Regions from separate parts of the Mus musculus genome. Here regions 2, 3, 4, 5, 6 and 7 are each linked to region 1. Evidence: chromatin contacts called from public HiChIP or PLAC-seq, Micro-C and promoter capture Hi-C data. All regions are on one chromosome and are shown on one strand. Each heading gives the region's core, a stretch centred on a gene start, on an enhancer-like site or on the middle of the called end of the contact. The rest is flanking DNA. Distances are from core to core; before and after follow the strand shown.

Region 1 (3,232 bases), core at 215-2,714:
AACACGCCCTAAACACTTAGGCAGAAACCTTATCACACAGTGATTGGCAACCCTGGTGCTGGCATAAACCATGCGGGGTTTGGTGGCAGTGCAAGCCATGGGCCACAGGTGACCAGTGAACCCACAGAGATGGCAAAAGGGCATCTGTTGCATATTTTTGCTCAAGTTTTAAGGAAAGTTGAAATACCAGCTAAACTTATAGTTGATTACCTAGAAGACTACAATTCCCAGAAAGCTCTGAAAAGTTTTTAATCCAAAGAGGACTACAGTTCCCATAAGATGCCGAATTGGCCTTGGGCCCAGTAACATAAGTACCTGTCTGTCCAATATTGTGTGAGCAACCATACAGGCATTTTCAAGCTTTGGCTAGGACTTAATGCCTGGAGGGGGATGGTGCCCTCGATAGTGTTCAGGGTTGTATACTTGCTGTGTCTACCATCATACTTAAGCTGTCTGCTGGACCATGACCCCCCCCCTCCATGGAGAAGTATTTGGGCAGAAATAGTTACTGTCAATAGATTGAGGTCTCCGCTGCATTCAGTTGACATATCTAGTGCAACCGAAGACACTTCCCCCAGATTTCCAAAAGCACACTGACCCAGAAGTAAAGGTGTCTTCCGTGAGTCTCTGTCGCCCCTTCTTGTGCACTAAAGTTCAAAACTGATATAGTCCCAGCCTTCTATCTGGCGGCTCAGAACGGGAAAGGCACACGCGGCAGCTGCAAAGGCTCAGGCTACACGTGTTCCCAAAACCGGGCGGGGACAGGGAAGCCACAGCCCAGTCGAGCCTCACCCTTGCTCCCGGCGGAGCCCAGGCTAGGAGCGAACGCCCTCTCCCCTACAGGCCCCAGTTCTGGACCTCCAGGGCCATTCTGGGGGGCAAAAATGGCCAAGAGGCCCGCAGCGGCTCCTTTAAGGCGTCTTCTCGCCCTCCCTCCTTGTCCACGTGACCCGGGGCGGCCGCGCGCCGGCTCGGCCCCCCGCGCAAGCGGCGATGGCGGCGGCGGCGGGAGCTGCTGCGGCGGCGGCCGCCGAGGTGCGGAAGGGGAGGGGGAGAGGCGGGTGCATGCCCGCGCGCGCGCCCGGGGGAAGCGCGCGCTCGTGCAATGCTCCGGGGGTGCAACGGGGCCGGGGGGCCCGAGCCGAACTTACAGCAAACCAGGGGGCCAACACCGGGGGCGGATGAGGGGACCAGGGGGTGGGAGGTGGGGGGAGTGGGCGCCGAGTCGCACGTGCCGCCGCCCGCTGCCCCTGCGTGGGCGGTGGGCACCGCGACCCCGGGAGCCCGCGCGAGGGGCGCGAGGGGCCGTCCGCCGGGCTGGGGCGCAGCGGGCGTTGCAGGGGTTGGTGGCCGGGGTCCCCGCGGCCTGGGGGACAAAGGGGGAGCGGCGCGTGCAGCCGGGAGGAGGGGGCGGGGCCGGGGCGCGGAGGCCCCGCCCCCTCCCCCTCCTCTGCTCCCGGCCCCAGAGATGCGGGGTCTGCCGAGAGGGAGGGGGCTGATGCGGGCCCGGGGGCGGGGGCGTGCGGCCCCCACGGGCGGCCGCGGCCGCGGTCGGGGGGGCGCCCACCGAGGGCGAGGTAGGCCCCGAAGCCTGCTCTCGCTGCCCAGGGCCCAGGCGTCTTGGGCCCCCCAGCTGCCTGCCGGGCTGACCGGCCCCCCGGTTCCTTGTCTCCCCTCCCAGGGGGAGGCCCCCGCTGAGATGGGGGCGCTGCTGCTGGAGAAGGAGCCCCGAGGAGCCGCCGAGAGAGGTGAGTGCAGCAGGAGCAGGCCCGACCGGACCTCCACCCTCCCCACCCCCAACACGGGATCCCGGGAGCTTTCAGCCCTGAACTTTTTCTTTTCCCCTCCCGACAGTTCATAGCTCTTTGGGGGACACCCCTCAGAGTGAGGAGACCCTTCCCAAGGCCAACCCCGACTCCTTGGAGCCTGCCGGCCCCTCCTCTCCGGCCTCTGTCACTGTCACCGTCGGCGATGAGGGGGCTGACACCCCTGTCGGGGCCGCATCACTCATCGGGGACGAACCCGAGAGCCTGGAGGGAGATGGGGGTCGCATCGTGCTGGGTGAGAGACTGGGGAGTGAGGGAGACGGGGCGCAGAGGGGCTTTCTGCATGCCTGCTCACCCTGCACCCCCTTTCTGCCTGCCTCTTTTCTAGGCCATGCCACAAAGTCGTTCCCCTCTTCCCCCAGCAAGGGGGGTGCCTGTCCCAGTCGGGCCAAAATGTCAATGACAGGGGCAGGAAAGTCGCCCCCCTCGGTCCAGAGTTTGGCCATGAGGCTGTTGAGCATGCCCGGGGCCCAGGGAGCTGCAACTGCTGGGCCTGAACCCTCTCCGGCAACAACTGCCGCCCAGGAGGGGCAGCCCAAAGTGCACCGAGCCCGGAAAACCATGTCCAAACCTAGCAACGGACAGGTGAGAGTGTGGAAGTTGGGGTGGAGAGACTTGGGGAGTCTCTGGGTCGGATTTTTTGTTTTGTTTTGTTTTTGTTGGTGGTTTGTTCTTTTGGGTTTTTTTTTTTTTTTTTTTCCTTCTTCCGGGATTTAGCCTTAGACCTCTTGTATTCAGATTTTTTTTTTCGAATTTACCAATAGGCTACCAAGTGTCAGCTGTTGGGCTGGGCCTCTGTGAGCAGAGTAATTGTCGGCTTCCTGGAGTTTGTGTTCTTTGGGGAGGGGTGGTCAGCAGAGGAGACTGACAGATGTAGAATTAATTATATAGTTATTGTCCTAATTACACAAATGACTGGGCAGGATCAGCCTTCCCAAGTTTGTGTTTTTTTTGTTTTGTTTTTTGCCTCTGAACAAATGCTTAGGGAGGTTGGTTTGTTCGTTTGTTTGTTTGTTTGTTTGTTTGTTTTTCAAATCCCTACTTTGAGACCAGTCTCAAACCAGATAAAGTTTTTACTGGGAACTCTTCCCTGGGAAGGCCACATAATGACAGAATGTGGGCGGAGGCGTGTGTGTGTGTGTGTGTGTGTGTGTGTGTGACAAGAACCTGGAAATCAAAATTATGTCAAGGTTTTAAGGGCTCTTGATTCAGCTTAAGTATGGCTTGTGTAGCCTTCCTCTGGGTCTTGTTTCGTTTATTTTGTTGTTTGTTTTGAGCTTTATTTTGTTTTGAGAGAGTAGTTTTTGTTTTTTGTTGTTTTGTGTGTGTGTGTGTGTGTAACAGGGTCTCACTGTGTAGCCCTGGCTGGCTGGCTGTGTAGACCAGGCTGGCCTTTAACTCACAGA
Region 2 (3,232 bases), core at 504-3,003, 980 kb before region 1:
AATCCCGGTGTGGAGTGTGGGGCTGCTTCCAACTGACTGTGACTGTGAGCTCTAGAGGTGTGGCTTTACCAGCTACAGATAGTTGCTTTGGTTGTGTGAAGTGATGTTTGGAATTCTGGGAACTTTTCAGGAGAGCATATAAATGGCAGAGCCTCCCCACCTTCCAGGAAGCATGGTTGGTGGTAGTACAGGGGTTGGTTGTGGTTTGTTAGTAGTCTTGCTCAAAGAACAAACAGGAAGAGAGACATTAGAATCAGAGATCCTGTCTCTCCTGTCTATCCTTTCTTTTCTATCTAGTGATGGGGGCGGATAAAGGGGAGGAAAAAGAACACACAAAGTCTCAAAGACTGGCTGTGTGTGTGTGTGTGTGTGTGTGTGTGTGTGTGTGTGTGTTTAGGTTTAACCCCATCAACCAGGAGGCAGAGGCATACAGGTCTCTCTAACTTCAAGGCCACAGTCTAGTCTACCCAGTGACAGTCAAGGTTACATAGTGAGACCATGTAAAACAAAACAAAAAAGACTTATTTTATGTAAATAGGTGTTTTGTTGGCATGCATACCTATGTGCTACATTTGTGTCTGGTGCTCATGGAGGCCAGAAGAGGGCGTCTGATCCTATAGATCTGGAGTCACGGAGAAGGCAGAGAGCCGCCATGTGAGACTGGATACAACACTCGGGTCTTCTGCAAAGCAGCTGCGTGCTTAGTGGCTGAGCCATCTTCCAGCCTTCCATCCTGCTTTGTTTTGTTTCTGAGACAAGGTCTTTCTATGTAGCCCTGACTGTCCCAGAACTCTGTATGTAGTAGATCAGGCTGGCCCCAAACTCGGATATCAGCCCGCCTCTGCCTCTTGAGTGTTCGGACTAAAGGCGTGAGCCGCCATGCCTGGCTCACCCTTCTTTCTCCTCTGACTTGTCTGCAGACCAGTGTGGCCACACAGTGCGACCCGGAGGAGATCATCGTGCTTTCAGACTCTGATTAGCAGGCCCCATGCTCCCCGTGCTCCCTGCATCCAGAAGGTTTTTTGTATGGCTGTTGGAAGATGATGGAGTAAAAGATGGACAGAGCTCCTCCCGTTTTGATGGTGTTTCTTTTGACAAAAAAAAAAAATCAAAATGTTTTAAGTTTTACACAGACACATTAATAAACAATGAATTTCTTTTTATTGTATTCTTTCCTTTACTTTGCCTTTTCTCTTGTGACAGCTGTCACCTGGATCTGCCTTTTCTATCCTGGCTCTCTTTTTAGGGCGTCCTCATCCTTAACCCTTCCTTGAGCCTTCTTCCCCTAGGCACTTTTAAAGATAAGTGCTTCGGAAGCCTTCTTAAGCAGCTTTCCTCTCTCGTTTTGAGCGGTCTGAGTGAAAAGGCCAATCAGGGGCTGACTCAAGGTGATTTGGCCAATCCAGGCCTGGAGGAGGGGGGCGGGGCTTGGGGGGTTCTCATATGCTGGGAAAAGGGCTGTTAGATCCCGCGAGCAAGCTAACGTCCAGAGCTCGGGGTGGAGCCTGGGAAGCGGAAGCCAGCACTGGTCAATGAGACAAGGTAGGCTTGTCGGATTAAAGGGGAACGAAGGTTTCGGCCAAACCAATTCCTGAGTCCTCAGCCGCAGACGGGACCTGGTACCTTTAAGGCGGAATGAAGCGCCGGTTCTTTAAAGGAAAAGTGTCGCTGTCGGTCGACTTTTGCCCAGCGGCACAGGAGGGGTGCTGGCCTGCGCCTTTAAGGTCGCAGGTCCGGGAGGCGGAGTGGAGGCGGAAGGCGGAGGGAGTCGGCACAAGATGGCGGCGGGAGGGGCTGGGGCTGCGGCTCTGGTCGCGGAGTGAGGGGGGGGGCCCGGGGGCGCGCGGCCAGGTAAGCGGGGGCGCGCGGGGCTGGGGGCCCCCCTCAGGCTGGGGAACAGTCCGAGGGCGCGATTGGGGAGGACTGGGGGGCGGGGTTCGGGGGCGGGGGCAAACACGAGGCGGGGTCGGGGATCCAGGGGGCGGAGCCCTGGAGGGTCCTGAAGGGGCGGGGTCGGGATCAACTGGGGGCTCTAGGGGGAGGAGCTTGAGAACTGTGGAGAACACCCCTTCACCCCAAGAAAATCGGTACGCAACACCAAGGAGGGGGCGTTCTTTTGAGAGTGAAGCCGTAGACTAGGATAGACGCCCCTTCCCTGAGAGCCCCCTATTTCCTGACCCAGGAGCGAGAGTACTAAACTTGGAATACTTTCTTTGCTAGCGCTGCGGTTTGGTGGTGTTTGATTGGATGTTTTACTTAATAGTGAGCCTCAGTTGCCCCGTCTGTACCATGGGGTTGACAGGGGTACCTGTTTTTTTTTTTTAAATACTGTGATGGCTTAAAATCAGTGATGCTTTCAAAATGCTGTTATTCTTTTTTTTTTTTTTTCCCTAGAGACCCCCCCGGCCGCCCTCTTCTTTCCTTTGTTCCTGTGGCTGGGGGGGTATCTCCTTCCACAGCATGGAGCCGTCTGCTCTGTCACCCAGTGGGGCCACACTCCCACTGCCTCTGTCACTGGCTCCACCGCCACTGCCTCTGCCGGCAGCTGCAGTGGTACACGTGTCCTTCCCTGAGGTGACCAGTGCCCTCCTGGAATCCCTCAACCAGCAGCGGCTCCAGGGTCAGCTCTGTGATGTGTCCATCCGCGTGCAGGGACGGGAGTTCCGCGCTCACAGGGCCGTCTTGGCTGCCTCCTCTCCTTACTTCCACGACCAGGTCCTACTGAAAGGCATGACTTCCATTTCCCTGCCAAGCGTCATGGACCCAGGCGCTTTTGAGACTGTCCTGGCCTCAGCTTACACGGGCCGCCTCAGCATGGCTGCTGCGGACATTGTCAACTTCCTCACAGTGGGGTCGGTCCTCCAGATGTGGCACATTGTGGATAAGTGCACTGAACTCCTTCGGGAGGGTCGATCCGCAGCCACTACAACCACTGTCACTACTGCTGCAGCCCCCTCTGTCTCTGTCCCTTGTGCCAGTGTCCCATCAGGGAATGGGGGCACTGTCGCCCCTGCCACCGTAGGCTCTGTCCGTTCCCATACCTCCAGCAGGGCCAGTGAGAATCAGTCTCCCAGCAGTAGCAACTACTTCAGCCCCCGGGAGTCGACTGATTTCTCCTCTACCTCCCAGGATGCATTTGTGGCCTCAGCAGCAGGTAGTGGGAACCGTCGGGATGGTGGCCCGGTGTTCCCAGCCCCTGTGGTTGGCAGTGCGGGTACCACCTCCGGGAAGT
Region 3 (3,232 bases), core at 196-2,695, 920 kb before region 1:
TGTTTTTATAAGGCAAGGTGGGTCTCCACAGATGACCATGTTCATCAGGCTGGCCTTGAACTCACAGAGTTCGCCTGTCTGCTGGGATTAATGGCCTGTGTCATCACACTTGGCTTTCGTTACTTTTCTACGACTATAAGACGTTGGGACCCCATCAAGTTGTGAATGTTTTTAATCTGTTCTCTACTTTCAGAGAATGTGAATCCATGACGGCAGAGGAAAGACATGGTACAAGAACAGTGTAAGCTCACACATCTATCTGCATACCAAAGGAGAGACACTGGGAACAGTGGGAGTCGCTCCTCCCCACCCTCCCATCAGTGCTTCATTGGCTTGCTCTCTCATGAGGTCACAGCTCAGTGGGTCAGCCATGTCCCTGCACTCACACTGGTCCTTGCTGTCTTCTGAGAGCACTGTCAGAAAGCACAGGTGTCGATCACACGTTGGCTTGTTCCAGTGGCAGTCGAGAGTTGTAGGCGTAGGACACAGTGTTCAAGGCGTCCTTGTAACGGTCCATGCATATGGTGATGCATTCCTGCTCAGAGTTGTCCAAGGAGCCCCAGGCTTCCTGATGCACTTCCTGAAACGCCTGTCAGTCATCTTGAGCAGCTCCTGCTCATGCGCAATGGCGGTCTGCACGTTCACCTGCTCTATAATGGTCCCTGGTCCAGCTTTCCGCAACCTACGCCATTAAAGTCCAGCCAGACCACAGGCACAGCCAAACGCAGGTGCCTGGAGCCTGGAAATGTTTAAAACCTCAATGCCCAGCCCAGTGACACTTCTCCAACCAAGCCACACCTCCAATCTTTCTCAAGAGTTCCATCTGCTGGATATGAAGGATTCATTCCTATGAGCCCGTGTGGCTGTTCTCATTCAAACCAGCATAGCGTTCACTATGAAATGGAAGAGACCAGCAGGGTTCTGCAGATGTGTCCAGTGCAATCTGACAGAGATACCCTCCAACAGGGGACTCTGCGGAGTTAGGTCTCCCCCTTTGCCTCTGTCCCCTCCTGCTCAGCCCCTCTCTGTCTCTGTCCTCAGGCCTCTCCCCATCAGTGCCCAGCTCCCCTCCCTCCTGAGCTATGCACTGACACTGTCTCTTCCTGGGCCTCTAGTTTCTCTCATGTGCTCAGCAGCAGGCTGTGGATCAGCTGTGTGGTTTTGATGTGAACATTCCAGTGGTGGCTGGAGAGATGGCTCAGAGCTGAGAGCACGTGTTCCTTGTTGGGAGCCGCCCCACATTCGCTGTCACAAGGTGGCGCTGACATCCTGTGTTCTAAGTGGTAAACAAATAATCTGCGCATGTGCCAGGGTACTCCTCCCCCCATGTACTCTGCCTTCCCCGTGACTACAACTCGGCCATGGGCTGCAGCCAATCAGGGAGTGATGCATCCTAGCAAAAATATAGTTCTCCTTAAAGAGGGAGGGGGTTTCCGCCATCTCTCTCTCGCTGGCATCTCTCTGGCTCTGCGCGCCTTGCGCTCTCTCGCTGCCTAAAGATGTAACAATAGGACTCGGCGCTCTGGCGCGCCCTCGCTCTCCCGCGCGCTCTGGCGCTCTGGCCCCATAAAGATGTAAGCAATAAAGCTTTGCCGCAGAAGATTCTGGTTGTTGTGTTCTTCCTGGCCGGGTGTGAGAGAACGCGTTTGTAACAGTTCCTGTTGCAGAGGATCCAGGGTGAGTTCCATCAGCACATGGTGGCTGTCAACCATCTGCAACTTCAGTTCCCAGGGATCGAATGCTAGTGCTAGTGCACATACATATTCACATACAAAAATGATTACATCTCATGACAATAAAATTTTAAAAATATGATTTGAAAAATACTCCTTCTCTTTCTCCTACACATCCAGAGTGTGAGGACAGGAGTGGAGGGCACAGGAATGTTTGGACATCACTGTCCCACCAGCCAATGAAGAGCGCTCTGTAACAGGACAGGAAAAGATGGTTGAAATAGAGTGTATTGAAATGACAATTTGTCAAAAAGCATAAAATTAAAAATACAGATGATATTTCATTTTATGAACCTACCATGCCCAGTGGGTCACAGCCTCATCCCAGGAAGAAGACACAGTGTGTGCTCATCTTTGCACTTGAGCTGATGTGAGTTTTTGATTCCCTATGAACAAGATAAATTCGACTCAGACGTTTGAATGCTAATTTGTAACAGCCCATGACATCCCAACATCCAGAGCATTCCTGCAGAGAAAGGTGTCCCCTTTCCCATCTTCCCTCCCACTGCAGACCCTCCAGAGTCTCACCTGTTGAAGATGAAAGAGAAGCATCGCATTCTTGGGCAACAGCGCCGCCTGGTGGAAGAAACAAAGAGGACAGCGTCTGAACCCACAGAGCTGAGGGTAAAGGGGATCCAGGCTGCTGAGCTGCCCCAGGGCCTCCTTCCTATCTGCACTTCTCCAGGGCTCTCAGGTCTCAGGCCGCCCTGCTCTCATCAAACTACATCCAGAAGAACTTTACGTGCTTTTCCAGCCGTGGGAAGAAAACTCCCTGTAAGAGGGGAGGCAGGAGGCAGAGCCATGGGTGCTAAAAGGAGCTGCAAAGCCCCAGAGAGCAGTTCCAGAACTCGGACAGGGACCATGGTGATGATTCTTTGATGTCAGCTACATGTGGGGTTAACTAAAACCTCAAAATGGAGGGCAGCATCTGTGAGGTGTTTTTGCTTAATTTGAAGTGTGAAAATCAATTTCTGATCCTTTTCTTTGAGGTAGGAAGACACAGGTGTAAACCAGAATATTTGAGCAGGAGCCCCTCCCACTTTTTGCTCTGGGCCATGACTTCTGCTGGAAGCCTACATGAAGACCTGGAAGAAGGAAAGGCTTGCTCTGTGTCTGCTTGCTCTTCTGGTTTCTACAGTTGCTGATTCAGGCATGGTGTTTCCCTACTGAGAGGACTGGACTGTACCTGCTGGTTCCTGTATGGGGTCTGCTGGCCAAGAAGTCTGGACTGAAGCTGTTGATTCGTATTTGGTGTTTGCCATGGGACTGAACTGCTGACAAAGAAAATTGAGCTTGCCCCCCAAAAGCTATTGTTAAACAGGTCCACTTCCCCCATATCTAAATAACTTTTCTCTTCCACTACCTCTTCTGGATTGTGAGCAAAAGGAGAGGCTAAACATTTTGTTATTATTATTTATTATTATTACCATTATTATTATTATTAAAACTATCTTTCTTTCTCCCCCTCTTTCTTTCTTTCTTTCTTTCTTTCTTTCTTT
Region 4 (3,232 bases), core at 536-3,035, 770 kb after region 1:
GCCCTGAGGAAGTCTTCCCGGCTCAGCTCATGTCTCCGCACCCTCTGCTCCTTCCATAGCTGCTTCTCCACCATGGCCTGAAATGGGATCAGGTGTAAATGAAAGCTAGTCAGGCTTCACATAAAGACGGCACTTTCAACCAAGCAGAGGGGGGCACAAGACCCACCTGTGTAGCAATTCCTGCGTGATCAGACCCGGGGATCCACAGCACGCGATCCCCACGCATCCGGTGCCTGCCACAGAAACACCATGGGGACTCTGAGCTCACTGATCCTCACTTCCAGCCTTCCCTTCGGGAACTGCAGTGGCCCCACCGCCTCTCACCAGCGCACAAGTGCGTCCTGGATCGCCACTGTGAGTGCATGGCCAATGTGCAGGGAGCCGGTGACATTGGGAGGTGGGATACACATGGAAAAGGTCTCCCCTGTAGCTTGGGGCAGCCTTGCCTGGAAGGAATGAGGAAGTCAGAGGCGAGGGAGAACTAGTTGTTGCTGTTGCCTAGGGGAACAGCACCCTCTGGTGCCTTGGGGCAAAAAGAACTTCAAGAAGGCCAGGTGTAGTGGCACACGTGTGAAAAGGCAGAGGAAGGCAGATCTCTGAGTTTGAGGCCAGCCTCGTCTACAGAGTTCCAGGACGGCCAGGACTACGTGGAGAAACAGTGTCTCAAATTTATTATTATTATTATTATTATTATTATTATTATTGAAATCCAACACGGGGGAGGCAAAAAGAAAACCAGGGGCCGAAAGAAATAAACATCAACTGTGAAGTTAGCCTGTGCCCACCAAGTTCAAGGGCCACTCACTCTGTCTTAAGGACCTCATAGAAGCCCTCTGCCGCGCACTGACCTGATACTCTGGTTTGAAGAAGCCCTCTCGCACCCACCACTGGTACCAGGCCGCTTCAACATACTGGGGACTGTAAGCAGGAGGCAGGGGCCCAGAAACATCTGTGGAAGCAGAACAGAGATCCACTACTGAACTGCATGTTAGCAGACCAAAGAGCAACAACATCGCAAAACACACCCTACACTTTACCTTTCTTTTCACCTGGCCCGGTGGGGATTTCATACAATACTACCTCCTTGTGACTCCAGGCCTTAGTGGGCACTGCAGGTATCTGCAGGGAGGAAACAGGGTGTGTGTGTGTGTTGCGGAGTGGGGGTGGAGGCTGCAATCCCCAATACACCACAGTCATCTGGATCCCTGCGCCAGTCTCTTTCAGCCCCTTCCCAAGTCTTGGGAGACCCAAGGACTGACCCCTGACCTTGCTCTTCTCAGCTAGCCCAGCCTCCAGGGCCGCCTGTTTCTCGCGCAGGCGCTTCTGTTTGGCTTCACGGTTCCTCCGAGAGACAGGGGAGCCGTGGGGCTCCGGCTGTGTACAAAGTGCCTGGGGCCTGGAAAGACCCCATGAGGGCCTCAGCCCCCAGAGCGGTGGCCGGAAAGAGGCCAGAGGCAAATGAGGCATCGGGAGTGTTTGGGAAGGGATGGAGGTCTGCTCACTACGAGGCCATGGGATGCAGGAGGTCGCAACCCTTCACTCCCATCCGCAGGACCCTCTCTCACTCTACGTCCTTCCGCCTAGGGGCGGAGCGCACGGTGTGGACAGCACTCTGGAATCACTGAAACCAGGGCGTCCAGAGAAGGCGGGAGCTCTGCCCGTCACCGGGCACTGACGCGGACACGAAGGTTGGGGTTCGGAAGCCTGGGACCACCCCCACCCCCGCAACCTCGGCCATGCGCCTCTAACTCGAACGTCCCGGCGAACTCAGAGCCGATAGGTGCATGGCGAGGTGCGCGCGCATGCGTGGGCGGGGACACGCAGGCGCATGCGTAAAAGACTCTCGCTCCTCCGGCTTTCTGGCTAGAAGCGGGTATCACTGCGTTGGGTAGGGAAACGCCGGCAGACGTCTGAAGCCGCGTAGATTTTTTTCCATAATTTTATTAAACAAGAAATATCCCGGTGTGTAAACAAAATACATCTGAGTTGGAAAGCTGCCCGCCCGGGGCTGGACCTGGCCGGCTCAGGAGCTGTGCTTCTGCCGCTTCCAGAAGCGCTTGACGTCGCTGTGCCCTGCCGGCGTCACCACCATCAGCCGCTTGGCCGAGTTCTCGAACACAAGCACGCCCAGCTCCCGCGCGTGGGCCAGCAGCAGTTCAAAGTCCACTTGCGACAGGAACTGGTTATACAGGACGCCTGGGGTCGGGTGGGACAGGCAGGAGGTGAGGGGCTGCAGTGGTCTCTGCCCCTCCAAGCAGCATGCAGGCAGGGGCTGCAGGCCACAGTTCTTAGGACTAATTCTCTACGGATAGTCGACTGTTCAACTTTAACACCTGTGGCATCCAGACACTCGAAAAGACAGCAGAATCCACAAGAAAAGCCACGCAAACCCACCTAAAGAGAAGACTGAATTACCCTGCCTCTTATCCCCTCACCTAGCTTAATTCAAACTGCACTGATTTGGGACATATTTCCTGCTACTAATATACCAAAATAAAAGATCAGTCTTCCTCTCCTTCCCTTTTGAGAAACAAATACGAAATGCACAAAACTTTTGCGTGAAATTGCTGGCCTTACCTCTTTAGCCAATGATTGAGATTAGGTCAGCGGAAGCCACTCACCTTCAGTGAACCGGAGTCTGTCCCTTTCCAGCTCCCACAGCCGAATCTGGTCTGTTATGGTGGGGGGCAGCACAGGATTCTGCAGGACAAGGGTGAGGCTATAGGACCTGGCTTCTCATCCATCCTCTCGCGGCTAGGTGCCCAGGCTGCCAGCCCCCCTGAGTCTTGGTACCCAGTCATACCTGTTTGAGCATCACTGGATGTGCCCTTGTCCTTAGGAAATGGATTATCTAGGAAAACACAAGAATGTAGAAAATCGGGCTGGCGAGATGGCTCAGTGGGTAAGAGCACTGACAGCTCTTCAGAAGATCCCGAGTTCAAATCCCAGCAACCACATGGTGGTTCACAACCACTGTAATGAGATCTGACGCTCTCTTCTGGTGCGTACTTATGTATAATAAAACTTTAAAAAAGAAGAATGTAGAAAGTCATCTGAGCTAATGTCACTGAAACAGCATCTCTGTTCTCCTAGCCACAAGCCTGACAAGACCCAGGCCTGTTCTACTGTTACTTTCAGGTGCACCTCCTGCGAGTCCCTCTATGATGCATCTGTTCTCTCCATAGTCTTGCCTTGTTTTTCTTTCTTTAAGATGGCAGTAGCAACCATATCT
Region 5 (3,232 bases), core at 542-3,041, 700 kb before region 1:
CCCATCATGCTTCCGCTCTCTCTCTCTCTGTACCCCCCTCTTGTGAGGACATCTTAACAAGTCATAGGTTTGGAGGGGTGCTGCAGACCAGGGATATCGACAATGTGTCCCAGCCCTGGAAGCACAGGGGTCCCCTGAACTGTAATGTCTGTGTGTTTCTCCAGGTCCAGCGGCTCCTGTATGAGAGCCCCAAGCGGGCTTCTCGGACGGTTCTTCTTATCACCCAGCAGCTCAGCCTGGCAGAGCAGGCCCACCACATCCTCTTTCTCAGAGAAGGCTCTGTCGGCGAGCAGGGCACCCACCTGCAGCTCATGAAGAGAGGAGGGTGCTACCGGGCCATGGTAGAGGCTCTTGCGGCTCCTGCAGACTGACAAGGCCTCTGGACTGCACACTGCGTGCTGTCCCCCTCCTGTCCTCTACTCTGTGTGACAGAGAACCTGGGAGCAAAGATATTACCACACCCACGGAGACAGTTGAGGAGCGGAGGTGCTTGTTACATGAGAAAATGTAAACTCTAGGAGATACCCGGAATTTACCACGAATGTGTTTCCCCGACCCGCTCCCTATTAGACGGGGTTTCAGGTACCTCACACCAACACTGAGCTGCTAAATCTCCGGTCTCCACCCTCCCGGTGCTGAGCTTGTATCACAGCATGCACACACAAACCTGGTTTATGTGGCGTTGTGATAGAATGAGAAGAAACGCCCAAAGTGTACAGAGAGAAAGGACAAGCAGCTTGCAATTAACCAAAGGCATAGGCTGGCATTTGGGTGTTCTATGGGTGTTTGATATTTGTAATAAAACTGGTGTTTTGTACTGTGGCTTCTCCCGTTTCTTAGCTCCCGCAAAGTCCTAGCTGAGTTAGTCAGCCCCCCCCCCCCCCCCAGGACAGTGTCCCGTTCTTCTTCAGAATTCTGTTTTACTTCTGGGTCCATCAGCTTTTATTTCCTGGGGCTCTCATTTCTCTTTACTGCTCACCCACGGACTCCTAGTGCTGAGCTGGACCGGGCGGCAGCCCCTCCCTCTCCGCACCCCAAGGCAGCAGCAACTGCATCTTGGAGTCCTTCTCTTCCTCGCTGAGGCTGGAGGAAGCGCGGTAGCGCCGCGGGTGGGGACCCCAGAAAATCAGACTGGATAACCTCGCCCGCCCGTTCAGATTCTTTCATCTTCTCCTCAGCGGCACACGCCGGGATAATCTCAATGAAATGGATAGGATTAGCCAGTAAATCTCTTCCATTCAGGGAGGGCCCGGTGTGTGACGTCAGCAGTTCCTGGGCAGATAATGTCCATAAAGGTTGCAAAGAAGAGGTGGGGTTGAGGATTCAAGGAAGGAGCGCGCAGCCCTGACTTGCGCGACGTGAGCAGCCCCGGGCAAGGGCGCGTCCTCGTGGGTGGCTCAGGGTAGTGAGACTGTTGAACCAAGAGGGGCCCTAGGAGGGACACATGAAAAGGCCCGACTGAGTCCTCTCCTTGGTTCGTCTTTCTCCGTTTTTTCCTGGTTGTCCCAGGACCTAAAGACCCCTGTGCATCCATTTATCGCATTTTCCAGTTTCTATAAAATGATGCTCATTTATTTGAGTGCTGCCCCCATCCCCAGGACGCACGCCTAGGTGGATCTGCTCAATACTCCTCTCAGGTTCCAACGTTCTAGACAACCTCTTTAGGAGATAGGACCCTATTCAGTCCTCCGCTGTTCCCAGAAGATGCCCCCCCCCGTCCCCCGCCTGTGGGTCTTCACGCACCCCACTGCTAGGCGGCCTCCGAAGGCGCACCTCTTCTTCCACCCCACAGCCCATTCTCTAGCTGGTTTCACTGATGTGGCAGCAGGAAAACTCGTCCCCAACACATTGTTTTAGTTCAGACACCCATTAACTGGGCTCTACTCGGAAAGGGCAGGGGATGGGGGTGGGGGACTGGTTCCCTCCCCTTGGTACTGTGGCTTTCGCTTTCACTTCCTTGTCGCAGAGTCGACGGATCTTCGGGGCCAAGTGGTCATGGCGTTACTGGATCTGTGCGGTGCCGCTCGGGGGCAGCGGCCCGAGTGGGCTGCCCTGGATGCGGGAAGCGGGGGTCGCTCGGACCCGGGACACTACAGTTTCTCCGCGCAAGCTCCGGAGCTCGCACTTCCCCGGGGAATGCAGGTGAGGACTGTAGGGCGTTCTGGAGAGATGCAGGAGGTGGGTGGTGGTGGGTGGCACAGAGGAAGGAGTGTCTGCCTGGGTCTGAGGAGGTGAGGACGCCAGGAGGGGCCGTCCAGGAGAGCAGCATCGAGGCTAGCCCTGAAGAACCAACGTGGAGATTAAGGCATGGGAAGGCGGGAGAAAGGGGTGGGGGAGGGACAGAAGGAGAGAGAGTCACGCACGGAGTTGAGACAGCGAGACTGAGAAGATGGTTGGTGCCAATCCCAAGACACAGTGCACAGACCACCATGCCTTCCACAGACTCACTGCTAACTACTACAGGGGCTGTACAGTTGTCTTGGAAGACCTATGAACTTTGGTGGCCTTACTTGGTCTCAGCAACCCACCCTGTGTGTCCTACGACACATTAGATGGCCTAGGTCTCAAGCCCCTCTACTGTAAAATGAGAGCAAGTTATTAAAATGTGCTTTCGAGAACCAAAGGAGCCACGGATTAGGAAACACCTTGAAGTCGCCTACCATGACCTTTGTTCCCACGTGCTGGAAAGCAGAAAGCTGGTGGGCTTAAATCCTGCTTTTCTTTCTTCGGAGCTACTGACATCTAGAGTCTGCAGACCCCTCCTCACTCTGCCACCCTGCCAGGAGCCTCCTAGCACTGAGGTGCCCCTCTGCCTCTTGCATCTCTTAGCCCACCGCATTCCTGAGGTCCTTTGGTGGTGACCAGGAAAGGAATGTTCAAATTGAGATGGCCCACGGCACAACCACACTCGCCTTCAAGTTCCAGCATGGCGTCATCGTGGCTGTGGACTCCAGGGCCACTGCAGGGAGTTACATTAGTGAGTATGTGTGCTCCATGTGTGCTCCAATGGTCCGACTCGTGGAGCTGTTCCCTCAGTAGAGCAGAAGGCCTGGGCCGAAGTTCAGACAGAGCTGGCATTATAGCACACTGAGGGTGGGGGTGGGATGGGGGGTGAGGGGTGGGTGGGGAGCTGTGGGCTCATTTCTTTGATCTCAAAACTCTTCCAGGCTCCTTAAGGATGAACAAAGTGATCGAGATTAACCCTTACCTGCTTGGCACCATGTCTGGTTGT
Region 6 (3,232 bases), core at 280-2,779, 630 kb after region 1:
CCTTTGTCCTCACTTTCTTTGGGTGTTGATGAATGCCTGGAGCAAGATACTAAACAGTCAACATTCAAGGAATCTCAGCAGATGCTGTCCTAGGCCAGGGCCACTGTGATGGACGGCAGGGGGTTCCTGGCAGGGGCAGGGCACAGTTCCAGACTGTGATGGACGGCAGGGGGTTCCTGGCAGGGGCAGGGCACAGTTCCAGACTGTGATGGACGGCAGGGGGTTCCTGGCAGGGGCAGGGCACAGTTCCAGAAGGGCTTTGGGATGGACTGGAGAGATGGCTAAGTGGTCCTAAGCACTGGCTGCTCTTCCGGAGGATCTAGATTAAAATCTTAACAACCACATGGAGTCGAACAACTGTTTATAACTCCAGTTCTGGTGGATTCAATGCCTTCTGACCTCCCTGTGCATCACTTGTATGTAAAACACTCACATTTTCTTTTTCTTTTCTTTTCTTTTTTTTTTTTTTTTTTTTTTTTTGGTTTTTAAGACAGGGTTTCTCTGTGTAGCCCTGGCTGTCCTGGACCTCACTCTGTAGACCAGAAAGAAAGGAAAGAAGAAAAAAAATCTGTGTGTGAGAGGAGGGAGGAAGAGTAACAATGGGTTAAAACCTTGGGAGCCTGAGGGAGATGGTCCAGGATCAAGATGGATGCTCTGGGGCCAGGGCTATCAAGTGGAAACCAAGTTTCCCTGATCAGCCATAAGTAGAATCCCAAACCGACCAGGTGGGGACAGATGTGTGGGGATTGGAGCTGTAGTCCAGACACTCTCAAGCCTTCTGAAGCAATCTCTCTTGGTGGTGGTGGTGGTGGTGGTGGGTGTGTCTTAAGGACCCTGATGCTCAGGGCCATCCTGAAGAAGGAAGATTTCTAGGGTTACAAGGGCAGGGGTGGGGGAGGGGAGCTCTTCCTGAGTCTTTGGTGTTGATGCAGTCACCTCTGCATGGGGTCAGGAACCAGGATATCCTGGCTTCCCGCGTCACCCAGGTGGCTCCCCCTGGAATTCCTTAGATGTCACTGCCTGGGAAGTTCCCAGTGACTGACTGAGGTGACATGCCAGAGAGCATGGTCCAGAGGGGAGTGGGGGGACGGAGCTCCGAGGCTGAGATGCCAGTCTAGAGGGTGCTTTCTGACCCAGGCGTCCCGCCTCTGCCTCTAATTACCAAGCTTCCCCACGCGAGGTTTGCCCCCATTTTGTGGCTTCCAATAACTATCACGGATGAAAGGTAGCCTTCCTTGTGATTATAAAGATGACAGGTGGGTCCTGATTCCTGCCGGGTGTGGATGGAGGAGGTGTGAAAACAAGGGTGGAGCCTCCTGGGGTCTGGGTCACTGATAGACCCGGCTGCCCCCGGCCCCCGGGACTGGGGGACAGAAAAGAGGGATGCTTACTGGCAGGTTCTTTGTAAACGGGTTTGACCAGTTAGGCTCTGGTAGGGATTCCTTAGGGTGCTGAGCTGGCCCCTCCCCACAGACTGGCCACCCCCTCTACCTCCTCTGCTATAAAGCCTCTTAGGTTCTCAAGCACCTAGACTCGGAGCACCCCGCCTTGGGGGCCAGTAGACAGCCATGATGCTCACCTGGAAGCTGCTAGGCCTGCTGGTCCTTTGCCTGTGTGCAGGAGGTGAGTCGTCAGAATAGGCCAGGAGCACAGCTGGGGTGATGGAGATGGTCGAAATGACCCACCCTTAGGGAGGGGACGCCCCCAGGAGGAAAGGAGTAAGAGGAACGCAGAGCAGAAGGGATTCTTGGAGTGTCCTTAGTGGGGAAGCTCAGGGGATTGCAGGCAGGGGCACCTTGATTCTGAATATGTTGCTGGGTCAGGTGGAGGGATGCGATAGAGTTGTGTGGAGTCACCAGGCCTAGGGAGTCACTGGGACTGAGGGCTGGTTATTACAGAGATGGCGCCTGAGTGACAGGTGGGGCCAAGACCACTTCCAGTGCAGACCACCCTGGGGGAGGTTCCAGTGGAGTATCCCAACCAAGGTTGAACAGAGAACCATTTGGAAGTATGATCGTGTCAGTGGTCCGGATGAGCCTAGGGCTTTCACACCGTGTGAAGATGGCCTCAGTGTTTGGGAAATGTATGGAGAGCACTTTGGGGGTCACTCTGAGATCTGTTTTGGGGCTCAGGCTGTGCTAGTCTAAGTGAGGCTCAACCTTTGGGTATGAAGCTGGGTGGGAAGTGTTCTGCGACTGTATCTCTTATTCTCCTTCCTCCTCTACAGGCATTTCAGGCAATGGCGACCCTTCTCCCGGATCTACAGACACCCACGAAGAGGAGGACTCCCCACCATTGCCTCTGGGACCCCCAATCCCTGGTGATCCCTGGCCTGGGGCGCCTCCTTTGTTTGATGAACCTCCGCCTCCAGGCTCCAACCGTCCCTGGAGAGATCTTCCTGACAGTGGTGCCTGGCCCCCAAAGCCCCCAAGCACTGATCCCCCTAAACCTCCTCTGCCTGATGACCCCTGGCCAGCAGGAACCCAGCCCCCAGAAAACCCCTGGCCTCCTGCCCCTGAGATGGACCATGAATCTCAGGAGGAGCCAGACCTTGACCCACCCCAGGAAGAGTATAGATAGGGGACCCTAGGGAACGTGAGCCTCCACAGAGCACACCAAAGCCCACCTTTTTCATTGGCTGCCCGCTTAGAATCTCAATTTTCCCTAATCCCTTAGTTCCCTTCCTCAGTCTCTGTTTGAATTGTGTTCTATGTTGGAAGTGTCTATGCTCTGCAACCCCCCCTCCCTCCACTTTGTGGTCCCTGTTCAGTCATTATGTTGTCCCTTCGCTTCTCTTGATCAGCAGAAAGCACACTCCTACCTCACTCAGCCTGTTCTTGCTTGTCTAGACCTGGACTTCTAGGCAGAGCCTGAGCTCTGTGCTCTCTGCTGCCCCCTGGTTTTCTTAGCTGGGAACTGACAGTCGATCAGGATGGTGCTTCCAATGGAAAAATAAAAGCCACGTTTTCTTCTGAATCTAGTCTGCTTTTTTTACCGTTGCTTAGGTTTTTAAATATTCAGTCGCGTTCCTCTCAGCTCTTAGCTTGCAGAGATCTAGAAATGGTGTGTGTTTTTTGTCTTGCACTTGTGCAGGGAGGAGGGCTAAGTACGTAATTTCACATCACAAGGGTATGCAGACCCATGGTCTTGCTCCTCTGGTGTTCCTGTGAAAGAGAAAGCTTGCCGCTCTCTAATGGCTGTGGCTTGTCTGCCCTAGGTGGTACATGTAAAC
Region 7 (3,232 bases), core at 333-2,832, 610 kb after region 1:
TGGTGAAGTCGATGAAGCTGAGGCAGGAGAATTATCAGGAGTTCAAGGGCAGCTTGTTTTATAGAGAAAGGTTCCATCTCTACCTGATGAAGACTACCATCAAGAGACACCCCCGCCCCCCAGGGCACCTAGAGCCACTGACCCTAGCCAACAGCTCAGGCGGGCTGGGCCCAGGCTCAGAACTCTGTCCTGGCTATGTACACTGTGGGGTGCTCTGGGCTTTTTGAGGCTGTGTGATTCACCCTGGGGCCTTCGTTCAGAGCATGGTGTAGGAGCAGACAGACAAACACCATCCCTTGCAGACAGGCACTCTGAGGGCTATTCTCTTGCAAAGATAACTAAGCACCAGGCCAGTAATGGGATCCTCAGACTGGGCCCAGAAAACCACTCTAGGGAAGTTCAGGGTAGGCTCTCTGCACCCCCTCCTCCTAATCCCGTCTCCTTAGTGTCTTTCCGCCAGCACAGGAATGGGGGAGGGGTGGGTGACGAGGATGAACACCGGAGTCCCTGGAGGAAGGGAAGCAGGGTATCTCCATCTGAGGCTCTGTCTTTGAGGAGAGGTGGAGAGCTGGGGAAGTCTTGTGTGAGGGGATTGGGGCTCAGGAGGGGGTTGGGGAGCAGGAAGTTGTCCCCAGGGGAGCCATCCTGGCCCATTCAAGGGTTGAGTACTTGTTTAGGGTTAGAGCTGCCCCCTCTGGGGACCAGGATTGTCCAGCCAAGGCCATTGTCCTGCCCCCTTCCCCCAGTCCCTCCCAGGCCCCTTTGAACCTGAAGTCAGATATTTCTTCTCTCTACCCACCTCCCACCCGTTGGGTTTCTCCACCCAGGAACTAGGCTGGAAGCCTGGGATGAGGAGGTGGGGGGAGGGAGAACTGAGAATCTTGAGGAAAGAGGCCCCGGCCTTAACTGTGAGGGGATGGAGCCTGGGTGCAGGTCTTATGGGGGTTGGGGGGTGGTTAGTGTCTAATCTACCAACCTGGACAACACAAGATGGAATACTGTGCTCTGAAAACGCAGAGCCAGCACTTCTCTGGGGTCTCTGGGGACATATCTGGTTGGGGCTCGGGGTCCCATGGTGTAGAGCCTCTAAACTCTGGAGGACTGGAGGTGCAATGGCTGTCTTGTCCTGGCCTTGGACATGGGCTGAAATACTGGGTTCACCCATATCTAGGACTCTAGACGGGTGGGTAAGCAAGAACTGAGGAGTGGCCCCAGAAATAATTGGCACACGAACATTCAATGGATGTTTTAGGCTCTCCAGAGGATGGCTGAGTGGGCTGTAAGGACAGGCCGAGAGGGTGCAGTGCCAACAGGCTTTGTGGTGCGATGGGGCATCCGAGCAACTGGTTTGTGAGGTGTCCGGTGACCCAAGGCAGGGGTGAGAGGACCTTGAAGGTTGAAAATGAAGGCCTCCTGGGGTCCCGTCCTAAGGGTTGTCCTGTCCAGACGTCCCCAACCTCCGTCTGGAAGACACAGGCAGATAGCGCTCGCCTCAGTTTCTCCCACCCCCACAGCTCTGCTCCTCCACCCACCCAGGGGGCGGGGCCAGAGGTCAAGGCTAGAGGGTGGGATTGGGGAGGGAGAGGTGAAACCGTCCCTAGGTGAGCCGTCTTTCCACCAGGCCCCCGGCTCGGGGTGCCCACCTTCCCCATGGCTGGACACCTGGCTTCAGACTTCGCCTTCTCACCCCCACCAGGTGGGGGTGATGGGTCAGCAGGGCTGGAGCCGGGCTGGGTGGATCCTCGAACCTGGCTAAGCTTCCAAGGGCCTCCAGGTGGGCCTGGAATCGGACCAGGCTCAGAGGTATTGGGGATCTCCCCATGTCCGCCCGCATACGAGTTCTGCGGAGGGATGGCATACTGTGGACCTCAGGTTGGACTGGGCCTAGTCCCCCAAGTTGGCGTGGAGACTTTGCAGCCTGAGGGCCAGGCAGGAGCACGAGTGGAAAGCAACTCAGAGGGAACCTCCTCTGAGCCCTGTGCCGACCGCCCCAATGCCGTGAAGTTGGAGAAGGTGGAACCAACTCCCGAGGAGGTAAGTGAAGGGACTTGGCTGGGCTGGCAGAGGCAGCAGTGAAGGGAATTGGGAACATGTAGGGTAGCCACCCTGCCTGCCAAAGGTGGTGATGGCTGCCGGGCCTCCTGAGAAGCACGACGCAGTGTGGACTAGAACCCAGAATTGCAAGAATCAGAAACCGGCCTGGATTGTTTCGGCCTGGCCCTTGTCATGTAGGTCACCTAGGCCTGGCCTGTGTCCCGACACTTGCTTCATGCCATCACTGTCTGTACACCAGTGATGCGTGAAAATCAGCCCCCCCCCAAAAAAAAAAACATATCAGCCCCTCTGGGGACTTGGATCACAGTCGGACCCAGGAACTTGGCCTTAAGGTTAGGCATGGCTGGGGGGGTAAAAAATGGTGCTTATCCTGGAGTTATTGTTACTGAAGAGGTTGGGTGTGACTGGCTGCTGATAGGAGCTCTTGTTTGGGCCATGTGTGGAGTAGGGCTCACCTTCAGTCAAGTTTACGGCCTGTCTACTTTAGCCTCAGACTCCATGAGTCACCTTTACACGAGCAGACCCTTGTAGTGCCTGAGGTGCAGATCTGATCGATTTCAGCCTTTCTACCTTTCCTTGTAAACAAGAAAGGGACACCCTTGGGTAGGGGAGTTTTATCTCCAGGCCATCTTAAGATCATTCTGTGAGTGCACGGGCCTTGCTTAGTGTCTGATGGCCTACAGCCAGCACTCTGGAGCAAGTGTAAGCAATTAGCCTTAAGAACAAGGTGCGAGTGGATACCGATGCCCGCCGGGAGTTCCGACAGCTTAGCGATTGTTGTAGCAGGAGTCCCCTCCCTAAGTGCCAGTTTCTGTGTTATCTCAGGTCCTGTATGCCGCCGGGAGTCCCCTAGGAAGGCATTAATAGTTTATCTCACATCTTAAATGGCCCTTAATGAAGCAAGAGATTTGAACCTTAGTTAAGCTAATCCCAAATCCTCAAAATAGGATTTAGAAAAGCCAAAGACACTGCTGAGGGCGATTACAAGTTTTGGTCTTTTGAGGAGCAGTTGGAGATGAAAGTCTGTCTGAAGCCGAGAGAATCCTTTTCCATTGAAATGGCATTGAGGTGTGCCTCACTGGCTGCTGCTTCTGTCTGTGCCCTGGGTTGGCCAGCCTTTGTGGAGCACCTCAGCCCTCCATCCTGGACCTTTGCTCCAACAACCTGCTCCTCTTCC

What was found. Promoter capture Hi-C pulls out the DNA fragments that hold promoters and counts their contacts. Hi-C and Micro-C count contacts between places; a contact is called where the count stands out from the background. HiChIP or PLAC-seq counts read pairs in DNA pulled down with a chosen protein or histone mark.
Region 2: a promoter capture Hi-C map of liver shows a contact between it and region 1, with 4 times the contacts expected there. The contact joins the promoter of Zbtb22 here to the promoter of Ehmt2 in region 1. A contact is called at or near these places in 3 of 39 promoter capture datasets (embryonic stem cells, liver and pre-B cells), 2 of 484 Hi-C or Micro-C datasets (B cells and embryonic stem cells), 6 of 115 datasets of contacts at active chromatin or transcription factors (astrocytes, bone marrow-derived macrophages, double positive thymocytes and 2 more) and 1 of 9 other capture datasets (liver).
Region 3: a FOXA1 HiChIP or PLAC-seq map of pancreatic cancer cells shows a contact between it and region 1. The contact joins the promoter of AA388235 here to the promoter of Ehmt2 in region 1. A contact is called at or near these places in 4 of 39 promoter capture datasets (cranial neural crest, erythroid cells, hippocampal neurons and 1 more), 2 of 115 datasets of contacts at active chromatin or transcription factors (bone marrow-derived macrophages and pancreatic cancer cells) and 2 of 9 other capture datasets (liver and pancreatic islet).
Region 4: a FOXA1 HiChIP or PLAC-seq map of pancreatic cancer cells shows a contact between it and region 1. The contact joins the promoter of Vars2 here to the promoter of Ehmt2 in region 1. A contact is called at or near these places in 1 of 115 datasets of contacts at active chromatin or transcription factors (pancreatic cancer cells) and 1 of 9 other capture datasets (liver).
Region 5: a promoter capture Hi-C map of stem cell-derived epiblast-like cells shows a contact between it and region 1, with 6 times the contacts expected there. The contact joins the promoter of Psmb8 here to the promoter of Ehmt2 in region 1. A contact is called at or near these places in 3 of 39 promoter capture datasets (hippocampal neurons, neural stem cells and stem cell-derived epiblast-like cells), 1 of 115 datasets of contacts at active chromatin or transcription factors (memory CD8 T cells) and 2 of 9 other capture datasets (liver and pancreatic islet).
Region 6: a promoter capture Hi-C map of liver shows a contact between it and region 1, with 2.1 times the contacts expected there. The contact joins the promoter of Psors1c2 here to the promoter of Ehmt2 in region 1. A contact is called at or near these places in 2 of 39 promoter capture datasets (erythroid cells and liver) and 1 of 9 other capture datasets (adipose tissue).
Region 7: a Micro-C map of embryonic stem cells shows a contact between it and region 1. The contact joins the promoter of Pou5f1 here to the promoter of Ehmt2 in region 1. A contact is called at or near these places in 1 of 39 promoter capture datasets (liver), 2 of 484 Hi-C or Micro-C datasets (both in embryonic stem cells) and 2 of 9 other capture datasets (adipose tissue and liver).

Annotation. Positions count from the first base shown.
Region 1 is chr17:34,897,506-34,900,737 of GRCm38.p6, forward strand. Ehmt2 (euchromatic histone lysine N-methyltransferase 2) reads left to right here and starts at 1,465. Exons shown (of 27, transcript NM_145830.3): 1 at 1,465-1,748; 2 at 1,855-2,061; 3 at 2,155-2,411. The coding sequence starts at 1,469.
Region 2 is chr17:33,914,423-33,917,654 of GRCm38.p6, forward strand. Zbtb22 (zinc finger and BTB domain containing 22) reads left to right here and starts at 1,754. Exons shown (of 2, transcript NM_020625.3): 1 at 1,754-1,851; 2 at 2,395-3,232. The coding sequence starts at 2,461. Daxx (Fas death domain-associated protein) reads left to right here. Exons shown (of 8, transcript NM_007829.4): 8 at 921-1,168. The coding sequence ends at 980.
Region 3 is chr17:33,980,047-33,983,278 of GRCm38.p6, forward strand. AA388235 (expressed sequence AA388235) reads left to right here and starts at 1,446. Exons shown (of 1, transcript NR_033305.1): 1 at 1,446-3,232.
Region 4 is chr17:35,665,807-35,669,038 of GRCm38.p6, forward strand. Vars2 (valyl-tRNA synthetase 2, mitochondrial) reads right to left here and starts at 1,786. Exons shown (of 29, transcript NM_175137.4): 1 at 1,267-1,786; 2 at 1,038-1,119; 3 at 849-949; 4 at 325-446; 5 at 167-233; 6 at 1-77. The coding sequence starts at 1,467. It overlaps Gtf2h4 (general transcription factor II H, polypeptide 4), which reads right to left. Exons shown (of 14, transcript NM_010364.4): 12 at 2,804-2,851; 13 at 2,622-2,700; 14 at 1,922-2,196. The coding sequence ends at 2,024.
Region 5 is chr17:34,196,404-34,199,635 of GRCm38.p6, forward strand. Psmb8 (proteasome (prosome, macropain) subunit, beta type 8 (large multifunctional peptidase 7)) reads left to right here and starts at 1,792. Exons shown (of 6, transcript NM_010724.2): 1 at 1,792-2,142; 2 at 2,830-2,977; 3 at 3,168-3,232. The coding sequence starts at 1,996. It overlaps Tap1 (transporter 1, ATP-binding cassette, sub-family B (MDR/TAP)), which reads left to right. Exons shown (of 11, transcript NM_013683.2): 11 at 165-822. The coding sequence ends at 371.
Region 6 is chr17:35,531,672-35,534,903 of GRCm38.p6, forward strand. Psors1c2 (psoriasis susceptibility 1 candidate 2 (human)) reads left to right here and starts at 1,530. Exons shown (of 2, transcript NM_020576.2): 1 at 1,530-1,623; 2 at 2,228-2,976. The coding sequence starts at 1,569. The coding sequence ends at 2,580.
Region 7 is chr17:35,504,450-35,507,681 of GRCm38.p6, forward strand. It overlaps Pou5f1 (POU domain, class 5, transcription factor 1), which reads left to right and starts at 1,583. Exons shown (of 5, transcript NM_013633.3): 1 at 1,583-2,034. The coding sequence starts at 1,651. Gm32362 (a long non-coding RNA gene) reads right to left here and starts at 1,288. Exons shown (of 3, transcript XR_385564.3): 1 at 977-1,288. RefSeq lists promoters at 1-1,653, 1-1,602, 1,360-1,629 and enhancers at 1-365, 360-1,368, 450-692.